2 separate regions of the Mus musculus genome follow, and region 2 is linked to region 1. Evidence: chromatin contacts called from public capture Hi-C data. All regions are on one chromosome and are shown on one strand. The core of a region is the stretch at or near the end of the contact, and the rest is flanking DNA. Distances in the headings are between cores, read along the strand shown.

What was found. Capture Hi-C pulls out chosen DNA fragments and counts their contacts.
Region 2: a capture Hi-C map of embryonic stem cells shows a contact between it and region 1, with 4 times the contacts expected there. The contact joins two enhancer-like sites. A contact is called at or near these places in 6 of 39 promoter capture datasets (cranial neural crest, frontonasal cranial neural crest, hippocampal neurons and 2 more), 16 of 484 Hi-C or Micro-C datasets (bone marrow-derived macrophages, cerebellar granule neurons, cerebral cortex and 10 more), 1 of 115 datasets of contacts at active chromatin or transcription factors (cardiomyocytes) and 2 of 9 other capture datasets (embryonic stem cells and liver).

What each region holds. Positions count from the first base shown.
Region 1 is chr7:123,001,109-123,008,048 of GRCm38.p6, forward strand. It overlaps Rbbp6 (retinoblastoma binding protein 6, ubiquitin ligase), which reads left to right. Exons shown (of 18, transcript NM_011247.2): 18 at 1-1,464. The coding sequence ends at 1,036. Among named protein-coding and RNA genes, the nearest start is that of Rbbp6, 34 kb to the left of the region's middle. Within about 2 kb of position 4,928, at least 6 of the 459 cell types and tissues checked have an H3K27ac peak or open chromatin away from gene starts, as enhancers often do.
Region 2 is chr7:123,294,440-123,301,225 of GRCm38.p6, forward strand. It overlaps Arhgap17 (Rho GTPase activating protein 17), which reads right to left. Exons shown (of 20, transcript NM_144529.2): 14 at 6,050-6,163; 15 at 3,056-3,147; 16 at 1,971-2,127; 17 at 33-266. Among named protein-coding and RNA genes, the nearest start is that of Arhgap17, 72 kb to the right of the region's middle. Within about 2 kb of position 4,007, at least 14 of the 459 cell types and tissues checked have an H3K27ac peak or open chromatin away from gene starts, as enhancers often do.

The DNA.
Region 1 (6,940 bases), core at 3,678-6,177:
GTCTTCCAAAGAGACCAGGACTTCAGAGAAGCACGAGTCTGTTCGTGGTTCCTCAAATAAAGACTTCACTCCTGGTAGAGACAAGAAAGTGGACTACGACAGCAGGGATTATTCCAGTTCCAAGCGAAGAGACGAGAGAGGTGAATTAGCAAGGAGAAAAGACTCTCCTCCCCGGGGCAAAGAGTCTCTGTCTGGGCAGAAAAGCAAGCTGAGGGAGGAGAGAGATTTACCTAAAAAGGGGGCCGAGTCAAAAAAAAGTAATTCTAGCCCCCCAAGAGACAAAAAGCCTCATGATCATAAAGCCCCCTACGAAACTAAACGCCCATGTGAAGAGACAAAGCCTGTAGATAAAAACTCTGGGAAGGAGCGGGAGAAGCATGCTGCTGAAGCTCGCAATGGGAAAGAGTCCAGTGGTGGCAAACTGCCATGTATACCTAACCCGCCAGACCCTCCCATGGAGAAGGAGCTGGCTGCTGGGCAGGTGGAGAAGAGCGCCGTCAAGCCGAAACCCCAGCTGAGCCATTCCTCGAGGCTTTCCTCTGACCTGACCCGGGAGACGGACGAGGCTGCCTTTGAACCAGATTATAATGAGAGCGACAGTGAGAGTAATGTGTCTGTGAAGGAAGAAGAAGCTGTTGCCAGTATCTCCAAGGACTTGAAAGAGAAAACAACAGAGAAAGCGAAAGAGAGCTTGACTGTAGCAACGGCCAGCCAGCCAGGTGCAGACAGGAGCCAGAGCCAAAGTAGCCCCAGTGTTAGTCCAAGTAGAAGTCATAGCCCTTCCGGGAGCCAGACCCGAAGCCACAGCAGCAGTGCCAGCTCAGCCGGAAGCCAGGACAGCAAAAAGAAGAAGAAGAAGAAGGAGAAGAAAAAGCACAAGAAGCATAAAAAGCACAAGAAGCACAAGAAGCACGCAGGCGCCGACGGCGACGTGGAGAAGAGCCAGAAACACAAACACAAGAAGAAGAAGGCCAAGAAGAACAAAGACAAGGAGAAGGAGAAAGATGACCAAAAAGTGAGATCTGTCACTGTGTGAAGGACGGATGTGTTAATTGACTTAATTACTAAGTCATCTGTATTAAATTCTGTTATAATGTAAAGAGATTCCAGCCTTGTAAATAATGAATGGAAGACCCTGTGCTGCACTTAAAAGTATTTGCTGCTTGATTATTTCATTTTTACATCAGAGCTTTATAACGAACTTTTGTACAGAATTGTGAGTTGTGACCATGGAACATGAGAGGTTTTGCTAGGGCCTATTATTTTTAACCACCATTAATTAGTTGGGGTGGAGTTTACTGTACTGTGAAATTTTCACATTTGAATTTTTTTAATTGCCTGGCAAATGCTGATATCAGTTCAAAAATATCAGCAGAATGATTGCTGAACTCATTACAGCCCCGTTATGTCACTTTTTGATTACAATAAAAGTTTTCAGTAAACTTTTCACTTGTTGCAAATGTATATTATTTAAAGACAGTGTCTCATTTCTTCTCTTTCCAAGATCCTTCAAGCTGAATAGACAAAATTCTAAACATTGAAAATGTACTTCAGAGAGGCCTAGTGGAAGATCTTTGTTTCTAGTAATTAGAAGTTAGGTTTCTAAAAAGGAGGGCAGGATGCTTAACCATCTAGCCATGTGGTTTTCTTAGAATTCTGTTAGGTCAATATTAAATTCCTTGATGAAACAATCCACTTAAGTGTTGTGGTTGTGCCCATTCTCTGCCCCACTGACAAAAGTAAGTAATAGTGTGAGCCTGAGGGTAGAGGGTATTCCTTCACTCTGTCTGTCTGGAACTCAGTGAAGGCACTCGGAAAGGATTTGGGGACAGGTTAAGTGGTTTTACAGAATGTGGCATGAATTGGGCCTGTCACAGTCCATGGCTAAATTGCTAGCCTGCTGTCCTAAGGTTCTGTGCTTGGAGTCTCAGTGTGTGGTACTCCATACAATTGCTGGTTCTTGGCTTTGAGTCAAGACATGTGAATGTAGTGTTTAGGGCAACATTTACCATTTAAAATTGTAAGTGATAACACTTTTTTTTTCTATTTTAAAGTGTGTGTGTCCATGGAGGGAGAGGAAGGCATTGGAGCCCTCTGTAACCAGCTGCAGTCACTCACAGCTACGTAGTTGTGAACTGTCTCATGTGGACGTTGGGAACCAAATTCAGGTCCTATGCAAGAGCAACAAGCACTTGTCACCACTGAGCCAAAGTAACATAAGTGCTAGAGGTGTGGAAGTCATCGAGAGATGCTGCCTTGGAGCCAGATCAGCTTTGCTGTGAGAGCTCAGCTCTGCCCTGATGCCAAGCACACACACCTGCTGTCAGGGCTAAGCTGTCCTGACCACTTAGGCCCACGCACAACATACTCCCACTTTTACTTTGAGGTCCTGTTTCCAACAATTGAAACTGGTTACTCACATTATTGGGCTCATTCTTGAAGCTCACCTGGCCTTCTTCACTTTAGTTGCAGCTCCACTCCTATGACAGGTTCCTGGCTACTGAACCACCTCTAAGTGTTGTGCCTTTGCAATTAAGAGCAGTTTTCCCAGCTTTGGTGGTGGTTGAACTTAGTTTACTTTTTGGTTTTTTTGGTTTTGTTTGTTTTTGTAGTCTATAGATTTGTTATGGCAACGGCCACAGAACCTGTGCCTGCCCCCTTCCCCATCTAACCCCCAAACTACCTAGATGTCGGATACTGTTTAACAGAAGCATGCAAAGGCTCAAGACATGCTCAGTGAGTTAAGTGCCTCCACAAGCCTGAGGACTTGAGTTCAATCCCTAGAACCCAAGTAAGTCTAGATATGCTACATGTGTGCTGTAACTCCAGTGTTCTACAGTGAGGGGCCACAAATGAGACACACAGGGAAGGGGGGATGGCCAACCCCAGGGTTGCCCTTTAAGGACACAGGTGCTGTGGTACATGTGTAACCACTCCCATAAACATACATGATACAGATTTTTTTAATGTATGAATGTAGCATTTGGAGGACAACTTGAAATGCTAAATAAAAGTTTTTTGTTTTGTTTTAGTTAGTATTTGTATAACCATTAAAAACACCCACAGCCCTTCATGGTACATGTGGTTTGGGTTTTTTTGTTGTTGTTTTTCTCTCCCCAACCTCAGTTGTTAATGCTAATATCTGATTGGTCCCAACTTGCACCTTATGTAGAGGAATCAGACAACAGGAAGTCTCCACCCTGTTTACTGGTCCCCAAGAAGGCCATATTGCATCTGACCATTATAAATTTACCTTTCCTTTTTAAAAATAATGGTCATTTATGTTTGTGGAGTTATGCATATGAGTGTAGTGCCCATGTGCAGGCCAGAAGAAGGTGTCAGATCCCCTGGGACTGGACTTAACAGGTGGTTTTGTTATCTTGCCCCAAAGGAGTGTTGGGAACCAAATTCAGTATACAGTATACTCTAACTGTTGAGCCATTAAGCCATCTCTCCTGCCCTTTGGGAGTTTTGTTTTTTCCAGTCTTACCACATAACCCAGACCGACCTTGAACTCTTGTTCTGTGGGTCTGATGTTGGCTTTCGTTTTTGTTTTGTACTAAGGATTGAGCCTAGAGACCTAGAGCACGCACACACACTCAAAATCTAGCTTTATGAAATCTGTGGCACAATGTTCAATATAGTCAATATAGTCTTGTGCAACAGTACACCACAACTTCGAGCTTCCTACTGAACAAAAACTTGATAGGCAACCCGATTGCCTGGCCTTCACAACCTCAATGGCTGAACACCTTAACTGCACCCTTATCTGTAAAATCAACGGTTTGTGTTACTTCTTGCTCAGACACTAACTCAAAGTGGTCAGTTACCCTATATGTAGCCCAGGCTGGCCTCCACTCCTCCAGCAGCTTCCCAAGTGCTGGACCTGCAAGTGTGAGCTGAGGGATCAGATCAACCTTTATAGCCTTATGAACAGGGTTGTGGGTAGAACCCACACGGAAGAAAGGAATCCGCTCAGACAAGTTCTCTGACCTTCACACGTGCACCCTTTGCCATGTAGATTAATAAAAATTGTAGGGGTTGGATAGATAGATGGCTTAACGGTTAAGAGCACTGACTGCTCTTCCAAGAGGTCCTGAGTTCAGTTCCCAGCAACCACATGGTGGCTCACAGCCATCTGTAATGGGATCTGATGCCCTCTTCTGGTGTGTCTGAAGAGAGTGACACTGTACTCTCATAAAATAAATCTTTATATAAAAAAAAAAGGAAAAAATTGTAAAGGATGTTTAAGAACACCCTCAAATTACAAATGCCAAGGTTTCATTCTTTTTATGACTGAACATGCTGTGCATAGTAAGTAAGTAGTATTTCATCTTTATTGGTCAAACAATTGATGGACACTTAGGAATCTTTTTTCCTTTTTTTTTTGTCTTGTGAATAGTATTACAATGGAGAAGAAGTTTTGTTTTACAAATTGGTTTAATTCCCTTTGGATGTATACACCAAATGGGTTTACAGGTATGTTTCAATACATCTGGCTAATTATTTTTTGAGATAGAGTTACCATGTTGCCTGGCCTCCTTGGCTCAAGATCTCTTACCACCCACCCACTTTCACATCTGCCCTCTGAGTAGCAGTGAGTAATTATAGGTGCACAGTACTGTCGCAGCTACTTAATCATTTTAGAAACCTTCATATTTTCCATAATGGGCTGTGCAAAATTAGTTCCTGCCAGCAATGTACAAAGACTATGTTCACATCCTCTCCAGTAGCTTAAGAGGGCCTGAGCTCAGACCTATAGAAGCCAAGAAAAACCTGACCCAGGAGCACATCTCTACAACTCAAGCACTTGTGTGATGAGATGGGAGAGACAAGAAATTCCCCAGCAGCTCCAGACCTCTTCTGATCTGCAGAGCTGAACAGCAGCTGACCCTGGCATACCCGAGGTGGAAGGGGATGACTGACATTCAGGGTTGTCATCTGAGCTCCACAAATAAACACTAAAATCCCAGAGCTGCTGTGAAGGAACACAGATGCAGGAGATGCTAAATACAGGAGAACTGGGATTAGCAGGACTATTCAAGATTTCAAGTTAATTCTTCCAGTCATGCAGTATAAGCAGTTTACCAAAGCATTTCATCTTTTGAGTACACTATAGCTGTCTTCAGACACACCAGAAGAGGGCGTCGATGTCATTACAGGTGATTGGGAGCCATCATGTGGTTGCTGGGATTTAAACTCAGAACCTTCAGAAGAGCAGTCAGTACTCTTAACCACTGAGCCATCTCTCCAGCCCCCACATTTCATCTTTTTTGAGACTCTGACTCATTGTATAGCCCAAGAGTGACCTTGAACCTCTGATCTCCCTGGCACAGCTTCCCAGGTCTTTGGTTATGAACATGTACCACCTGGACTGGTCTATGCAGTGCCAGGGATCAAACTTGGGGCTTTAGGCTAAGCCTCCTCCCCCCAAGCCTCCTCAGTGACCAGCCTTTGACATCATTTTTGGCATTAAGGATTTTCTAAAAAATGATTGTTAATTTCCTTCTACACTAACTTTATAAAAAAACTCAATGGAGCTACCCTGGTGCCTTGAGCTTGTCACCCCAGAATGTTAGTAGCAGTGTAAGAATACCACAAGTTCAAGGCCAGCCAGGACTACAGGGTGAGACCCTGAGCCAGGCCTCTAGTCCCAACACTGGGGAGGCAGAGACAGGTGGATCTTTGAGTTCAAGGCCAGTTTGGTTTATAGAGTGAGTTCCAGGAGAGCCAAGACTACACAGAAGAACCCTGTCTTCAAACAAAAATAAGCCAGGCAGTGTTGGCACACGCCTTTAATCCCAGCACTTGGGAGACAGAGGCAGATGGATTTCTGAATTCGGGGCCAGCCTGGTCTACAAAGTGAGTTCCAGGACTACACAGAGAAGCCCTGTCTTGAAAAACATAAAGATAATAATATAAAATAATATAATAAAACAAAAACACTAACAGAAGGTAGACAATGACTATTGAAACCAACATGAACCTTGCTTTTTTCTTGAAATATCACTGTGTCTACAGTGACTAGGGCTACAGTAACAGGTTACAGTGACTGACTGGGGCTATGACTGAGATTACACTGACTAAGGTTACAGTGGCTGACATTACAGTGACTGACTGGGCTACAGGAAAGAGTTAATCTGGGAAAGACCTGGCCCACACGTTTTAGCCCATGGCTGAGGCAGCTCTCATAGCATTGTGGTCTTGCATCAGAAGTGGCAAACAAGTTGTCAGAATTGAATAGAGGGCCAAAAAGTGGACTGAGTGGGAAATTATCAACTGTAAAGCTATCTTGTGTTGTGCCTCAGCATAAGCACAGATCTTTCTTTCAATGTCCTTGGAAAAAAAAAAATATCCCAGCCAGACAGAGTGCCTCACGCCTTTAATCCCAGAACTTGGGAAGCAACAGAGACAAGCAGATCTCAATTAAAGGCCAGCCTGGGCTACTAAAAAACATTCCAGGACAGCCAGGGCTACACAGAGAAGCATGGTCTCTGGAAAAAAAGATTCACATCTTCACATTTTAAACATTTTTTATCTAAAATTGTATTACACGACCCTTGGTGTTGGTCAGTGTTTTCATTTCTAGGATCGTCTCATCTTGACTAGTTTAAATGTTTTCAAACTTTCTCATCAACTGGTCACCTAAGCTCTCTATAACTATCTAGAGATATTTTTTTTAATATAAGGAACTTCATTTCCTATTGTCTTTTTCTGTCTCATGTGTCCCAGACTGGCTTCAAACACACTCCAAGATAGCCATAAACTCCTGGTCTCCCTGCATCCATCCATCAAGTGCTAGGATTACAGACCGTCAGCACCCTGACTATAGTGCTGGGAATGTAGCCCAGGGCTTCACGCATGCGTGCTAGGCAAGCAAGCTGAGTAGCCAGCTCATCCCTGATATCTTTGATGCTTGTAGTGCAAGATCTAGTTTTTA
Region 2 (6,786 bases), core at 2,757-5,256, 290 kb after region 1:
GCCTTGTCTGCCAGCAGAAGTGGGCTCCTTACCTGCTGTCACCTGGGCTCAGCCCCTGCTCCAATATGCCCGTAGAAGAGAAGACAGGCCCACCCCCTGAGCTGCTGTCAGCCCTAGAGCTCTGAGAAGGGGGCTCTGGGCCTGCTGGAGCCAAGGCGTTGCCATCCGTGGGCGGGAGTGGCGGCTGGAAAGCGGGGGCTATGTGCTTTCTATTTAGAGTGCCACCCCGCCGGTGGGCCTGGAAGTCCATTAGCTTCACACCAAAGCTACACAGAGAGAAGAAACAGTCAACACACCACACATGCCGACTAGAGAGACAGAAGCCCGCAGGTTCTCACTGTTAAAACCACTGAAGGGACGCCGCCCACGTTGCCCAGCATGCAGGTAAGTGGCAAGACATGTCAGCGGTCATCCCAGTTACCAAAGCAAGCACCTGGTTCTGGCTTTGAACCCTAGCAAAGCCAACCTCACACACTGATCAACAGATGCCCCTGAGCAGGTGGTGTGTGCAGCTGAGAGCAAGCAGGCAGCCTCATGTCGAGTGACACAGTTCTGTGCCGATCGATCGATCGAGTTCCCATCTCACATGTGAGGAGGTGGAAGCCACATCCATAAGCACACCAGTGGCTGTGCAAGGCCACACCACTGCCCCTGAGCTTGCAGGAGACACAGACGCAACTGTGTGTATGTGTGCATTTGGCTGAAAGCTATGGATAGCTGGAAAAAACAGTTGGTTTCTGGTAGGATGGCGTCTGGAGGATGGGGCAGAAGGAACACACTCTTCATTCAGAGCATTAGGGTCTGCATTGCCAAACCTAATTTTCTTTTTTTTTTTTTTTAAGATTTATTTATTATTATATGTAAGTACACTGTAGCTGTCTTCAGACACAAAAGAGGGTGTCAGATCTCATTATGGATGGTTGTGAGCCACCATGTGGTTGCTGGGATTTGAACTTAGGATCTTCAGGAGAGCAGTCAGTGCTCTTAACCGCTGAGCCACCTCTCCAGCCCCCTAATTTTCTTTTCTTAAGTTTGGAACATTGAGAGCCTGGACCCCATTAACTGATGTTTTCTGGAGAATAAGCAGAGCAGACAGCTAAGAATGGTGTGTCATGGGCTAATGAGACTAATAACACCTCATGTAACTTAAATTCAGAAGAGTAACTGCTCTAATAGGCCACCAGGGGACGATGGCAAGGACTGAGTGAGGTTCAGGTCACAGTAGTCAATTACAAAGGATGACGGTGAATCTCAGGGAAAGCCTCTATGGAAGCGAAGCTTTCTCTGAACAAGAGAAGCCCACGGTGAGCAGTCTGCCAGGGTATGAGGGCAGCGAGCTGCTTCACACGGCTTCATCTTACTTGGAGAAACTGTCACTTGCTAGCATTTTCCTCACTTAAGGGCTACGTTGCCCGATGAAGGCAGGAATCATAGTCTTAATTAGAACTGAACATCTCATAAAGTGCCCATAGACAATAGGATGGAAATATACTGCCTCGAAGTTTAAAACATACATTTTCTCCCATCCAGGACTGTCAAATTCTGGGGCTTCTCTCAGCAGTTAGCAAATATATCAAGGCCAAAAATATGTTTCTCCACAGCTCACTGGGAAATGTGGTTGTCTTCATATGATTCTCAGCCAAAAATCCACACGTTAACTATGTTTCCTTAACACTCAAGACACATGTAAGTGGATTTAGTGTGTGTGACAGCACTCTTTTTACCGTGGGCACAAATAGGCCATCAAGTAAAGGCTGGTGCACAAGGTGCAGATGTTAACAGACAGGCTACGCCCCCTACTTTGTGCACAGATTAATGCCTGTAGAGTTGGACAATGTGGTTCTTGAATTATCTAGACTCTGTAGGTCACGGTCACAAAGGAGGCCATTAAGCCAGTACCAGATGCATGGTTGAGTGTCCTCCTACATGACACCTATTATTTCTGTGGAAGTGACCAGCTCTGCACGTACCTCTCCTTCTTCACCAAGTCCCCTTCCATCACTGCCATGCTGGCAGGTCGCTTCCTCTCCAGAGTCCCCGAGTCAGAGTCATTTCCAGTATGGGATGAGTGATTAGAATTCGGGGTAGCAAGTGGCACAAATGCTTCTGATACATTGAATTCTACCTCTGTCAGAAGAGAAACAAATGTGAGACTTGGCACGGGGGGGGGGGGGGGGGTCTCCAATGCCCCAGTGGGAGGAGAGCCTCGGTAGTCCACAGGAGGAGCTCAAGGACAATAGATCTCTCTCCTACCCATTTTTGCTAAGCAGCAGCAATGATTGATTCGAGGACAGGAAGACAGAAAAGAACTGAGCCCAGCCCTGCATCAGGCATCAGGAGCTCACACTGCAGTGCACGAGGCAGCTGGGCTGTACTGAGAAAAGCAGGGGCAACACCTGGGGACACAACATCCATACAACCAGCTCCTGAGGAGGAGGCCATGGGAACCTCTGTGGATCCCATGATCACAACAAGAGAAACTGGAAAATTCACTAGCTACAGAATAAAACCCTAATCCTCTGACCTTCACAAACCAGCTCCAACCAGCCCTAGCCTTGCCTGCTTTATTTTCTACTTTTGATAGTCCAAACAACTGTCTACGCTCACCACAAAACCTGTGCTAAGTGAAGGGCCCCTGTGCTGGCAGCATCACTCCTAAAAAGCAGACCTTGGCTCTCTTTTCTCAGCAACTAAGCTTGTCAAATCTTTCTCTATCCAACATTCTAATCTGCCACTTGATAATTTTATAACTGATCTGTTTATATGGTTGCCTTTTCGGGGAATCCAAGTTCCTTCAGAGCAGACAGTATACAACCATAGCCACTAGCCGGAATTCAATACATACTATGCAAGCATATTTTAGTGAAACTAAGGGAATCGGAAAATAATATAATTATCACCATATCAAAATATGAATGTACATGAACGAAATCTGAAGTGAAGTGTGAGGAAGAAAAACCAATTACATAACCAGCAACATGTTTTCTTCCTTTAAAAAATGTGGTGTACTACTGTGGCACAGCTTCAGCATCCGTAAGCCTGGACCCATGAGTACCTCCAGGGAAGAACCAATCTGCATGCTGGATGATGGGCTCAATCACTGCAACCACGTGGACCGATGTGGCAGCCGCTATTTCAGCCAGCGTTCTGCAAGAAGTTCACACAATTAAAATGCTTCACCTTGGCAGCCTCACATCTCTGCAAGCTGTCAGGGCATCTCGATAATTGCTAATGGATAAAATATTTACAACAGATACAAAAAGATCACCCACAAGGCCCTATCCTATGAGTTTGCCAGTAACAGCCCAAGAGGAAGAATTACCCAGTATTATCAATCCTTCCGCAGCAGAGTGGAACTGCCTGAGGTGGCCTGGTGTGGGCTGAGGGGATGCAGCATACAGGCTGAGTGAGACTAGAGTGGGAGCTTTATCTATGTGGCTTTGGGGGACGCCCTCTTCTAATGCAGCTGGCTACAGAGGGAGTGGTCACAGCCCTATAATCACTCCCCATCCCCAAGTTTCTAAAAGGAAACCAAATAATTTATTGGTTCCCCACTGAACTTTGGCAGAATCATGCCTCAGGTTTTGGTTGGGACCTTGGAAGAAGGGACAGATGCTGCTTCACATCTGTGGGAAGGAATTTTACTGGTGGTGCCTCTAAAGACCTTTAAAGGTCTCTGGCCCTTTCCTCTCTGGCTCTCTGATTTAACACTTCTGCCACCTGCTCCTGCTGCCATGAGAGTCTCCCTTGTCAGATGCTCACAGCCACTCAGCCAGATGACACCCGAGGCTTACATAAACACTTCCTACTTTTAAGCTGTTCTCTCATGTACCTGTCACATCATGAAGTCTGGGGCACAAGGGACGTGATTTAGAAATCACTGGATTCCTAGGAGCCTTCACATTCAGCTCTGATGGCCTCAAACCAATGTCCCTGGTCCTAGTGTCACTGTGCCTCAGCAGACCGTCTAGCTCCTTCACATTCCAGCATGACACAAGCTTTCCTGGCAAAGTGCCCTTCTGCCCTTCCACATGTGAGGATTCGGATCAGCTCCCATGCTCACTTAAAAAAACACACTGCTGGTGATTCAGAAAGCTTTCTTTTGGGTATCTCACAGACTTTTGGAGCATCTTCTTCCTAGCTTTGATCTATGGTGCTTCCTGACAAATTTCTGGGCATTATAAAAAGCTGTGTCTACTACTGTTAAATATTCTGATTTTTAATCAGCTAATCCATACTGATTTTTGAATTTTGTCTGTTTCCTTTGAAGACTCTTCTTGTCCCCACAACTAAAAACTCGCATTACTTTCTATGTGGGTATTTTTGGTCAGGGTTTATTTGCTATATGATCTATGCACTTAGCCCATCTTCCTACTTAACTGTAACTTTGCTTTATGACATTGTATGCTTGCAACTATTTTCTGAAACAAAACTGGGCATACACAAGCAACTGAATGACTGATTCGTTAAAGCTGATCAGCAGCAATGACGGAGTGACAGGTGAGGATATGGACTTTGTGGCCTGCGCTTATAACCCACCACTGGCCTGCCACGCAGCCCTGGGCAAATTGCTGGTTCTTCTCAGACTCAGCTCCCTCAGATGAGCACTTGCTGCGCAGCTGACCCCTTGTGTCTACCTCTGCAACTTAACCCACACGGTTCAATGCCAGCACAGGCCTCCTAAAGGCAGCAGTGCGAAGCCATTCTGCTTAGGACAGTATTAGTGACTTTCACACTGTTATGGCAAACTGACTCAAGGAAGCAAAGATTCGTTTGGGCTCATGGTTTCTACCATACAGGTGAAAGGACTGTCACAGCAGCAGGATACTTTTGTGAAGGATTTTCTTATGGAGGTAAAGCAGGGGCCAGGCATCACCTTCAAAGACAACCCCTAAAAACCTGCCTCCAAAGCAGGCCCCACTTCTCAATAGCTCAACCCCACAAAACAAGACCATGACCTGGGAAACAGATGTTTGAAACATGGTCGTTCGTATGAGAGGCATTTTATATTAATAATGGAACAGGAGCCTTGATGATTCCCATAGGACCCAGGAGAGTAAGTTCCAAACAAGTTAGCCATATATACAAGGACCTTCACAGCCTACCTCTGTCTGTCAAGGCATCTTCCAGTTGTCCAGGGCCATGCATACTGTCCTCAAAGGGCAGAATCTAAGCTGTGCCTCACTAGGGTGACTTCTCTGGTTTCAGTGCCAAGGGCAGGAAACTCTTCATTCACGAAAGTTAGCAAGTGTTACTCCCAGAGGAGGGCGCTCCACAGCCCCCTCTTACCTACACTGTCAGCACAGAAGGAGCACAACAGCACACCCCAATGTGTGCCCAGTGGGACAGGGCTATGCTGAGGTAAAAGCATGTGAAGATAGCAGGGGGCAGAGGGGGTTCCTGAGGGCAGGAGGTGACCTTGTGAAAGACACCTTCCCCACACTGGAGAAAAGAAACACTCTTTTCTGCCATGACAGGATGATGAGGACAGTCTCTACAAATAAATAAACTGTTGGACAGTCCTCGTTTTCCTAACATGTCTACACTCAACTGTCCAGCCCAAGGCCATCTTGCCACATGCTCACATACACTGCCCAGGTAGAGCAACATTTGTTTCTTTACAAATGTTTCTTTGTGCCTTCATTTTCCCATGGACTTGCAAAAACCTACAGGTTTTTCTCTTGTCAATTTGCTTATGTCAGTTAAATTCTTAGGCATAGCTACAGACACTTAAGGGCTTGGGGCATGGCTCTATCCCTGTGGTACCCACACAGAGATGTGTGTCGAGCTTGTCATCATACAGGGGCTGCCAAGCTGCCTGTCTACTCAGAACTCAGGCCTGGAGGCTCTCTTAGGTAGGGATGATAATATCTCCTGTGTTTCTGTGTCTCTTAGGTAGGGATGATAATATCTCCTGTGTTTCTGTGGCTTCCAAACATGAGCTGGATGGGAAGTCACCTGCACTTGACTATGTCCCTTGAAATCTGTCACGACCCAAGCTAACCACAGGAAGGAGAAGCTTACGCATGAGGTGGGAGGAGCCACTTACCCTTCTTGTTTGGCCCACAGGAGGTTAGGGCCCAGGACAATGGCTATGTTGCTAGGAGTCATTTTATTAACGTCACTGGTCTGGGCAAGCTTTGCAAGGAACTTGATTAAATACCTGTAAGACAAAACAGAAGGCCAGGAGCATCTCTGGAGCACTGTGGCCTGTCCCCTCCACTGCCTCTGTGCGGGCCACACATGGCTCAGGCACTTCCGACAGGCTGGCACTGACTGGGACCCAACTCATGTGGAGTGCTGCCCACACTCCTCATGCACTTTATTCAAAACAGAAACCGAAGGGTTGGAAGGAGAAAGCAGGACCAACATCACCACACTGATTTAACCTTACCTAGTTCTACATTTTCCCTTTATAATCTATTTATTTTGCCCCTACATTAATTAATCTGATTAATAGTAGGCCCAATATATGTTTAATAAAAAGGTAGGTTTTTTTCCTTTTATTGGATATTTTCTTTATTTACATTTCAAATGTTATCCCCTTTTCCAGTTTCCCCTCTGGAAACCCTCTATCCCCTCCCCCTCCCCTGCTTCTATGAGGGTGATTACCCACCCACCCTGGCAATCCCCTACACTGGGGCATCGAGCCTTCACAGGACCAAGAGCCTCTCCTCCCATTCATGTCCAACAAGGCTATCCTCTACTACATATACAGATGGAGCCATGGGACCCTCCATGTGTATACTATGGTTGGTGGTTTAATCCCTGGGAGCTCTGGGTGGT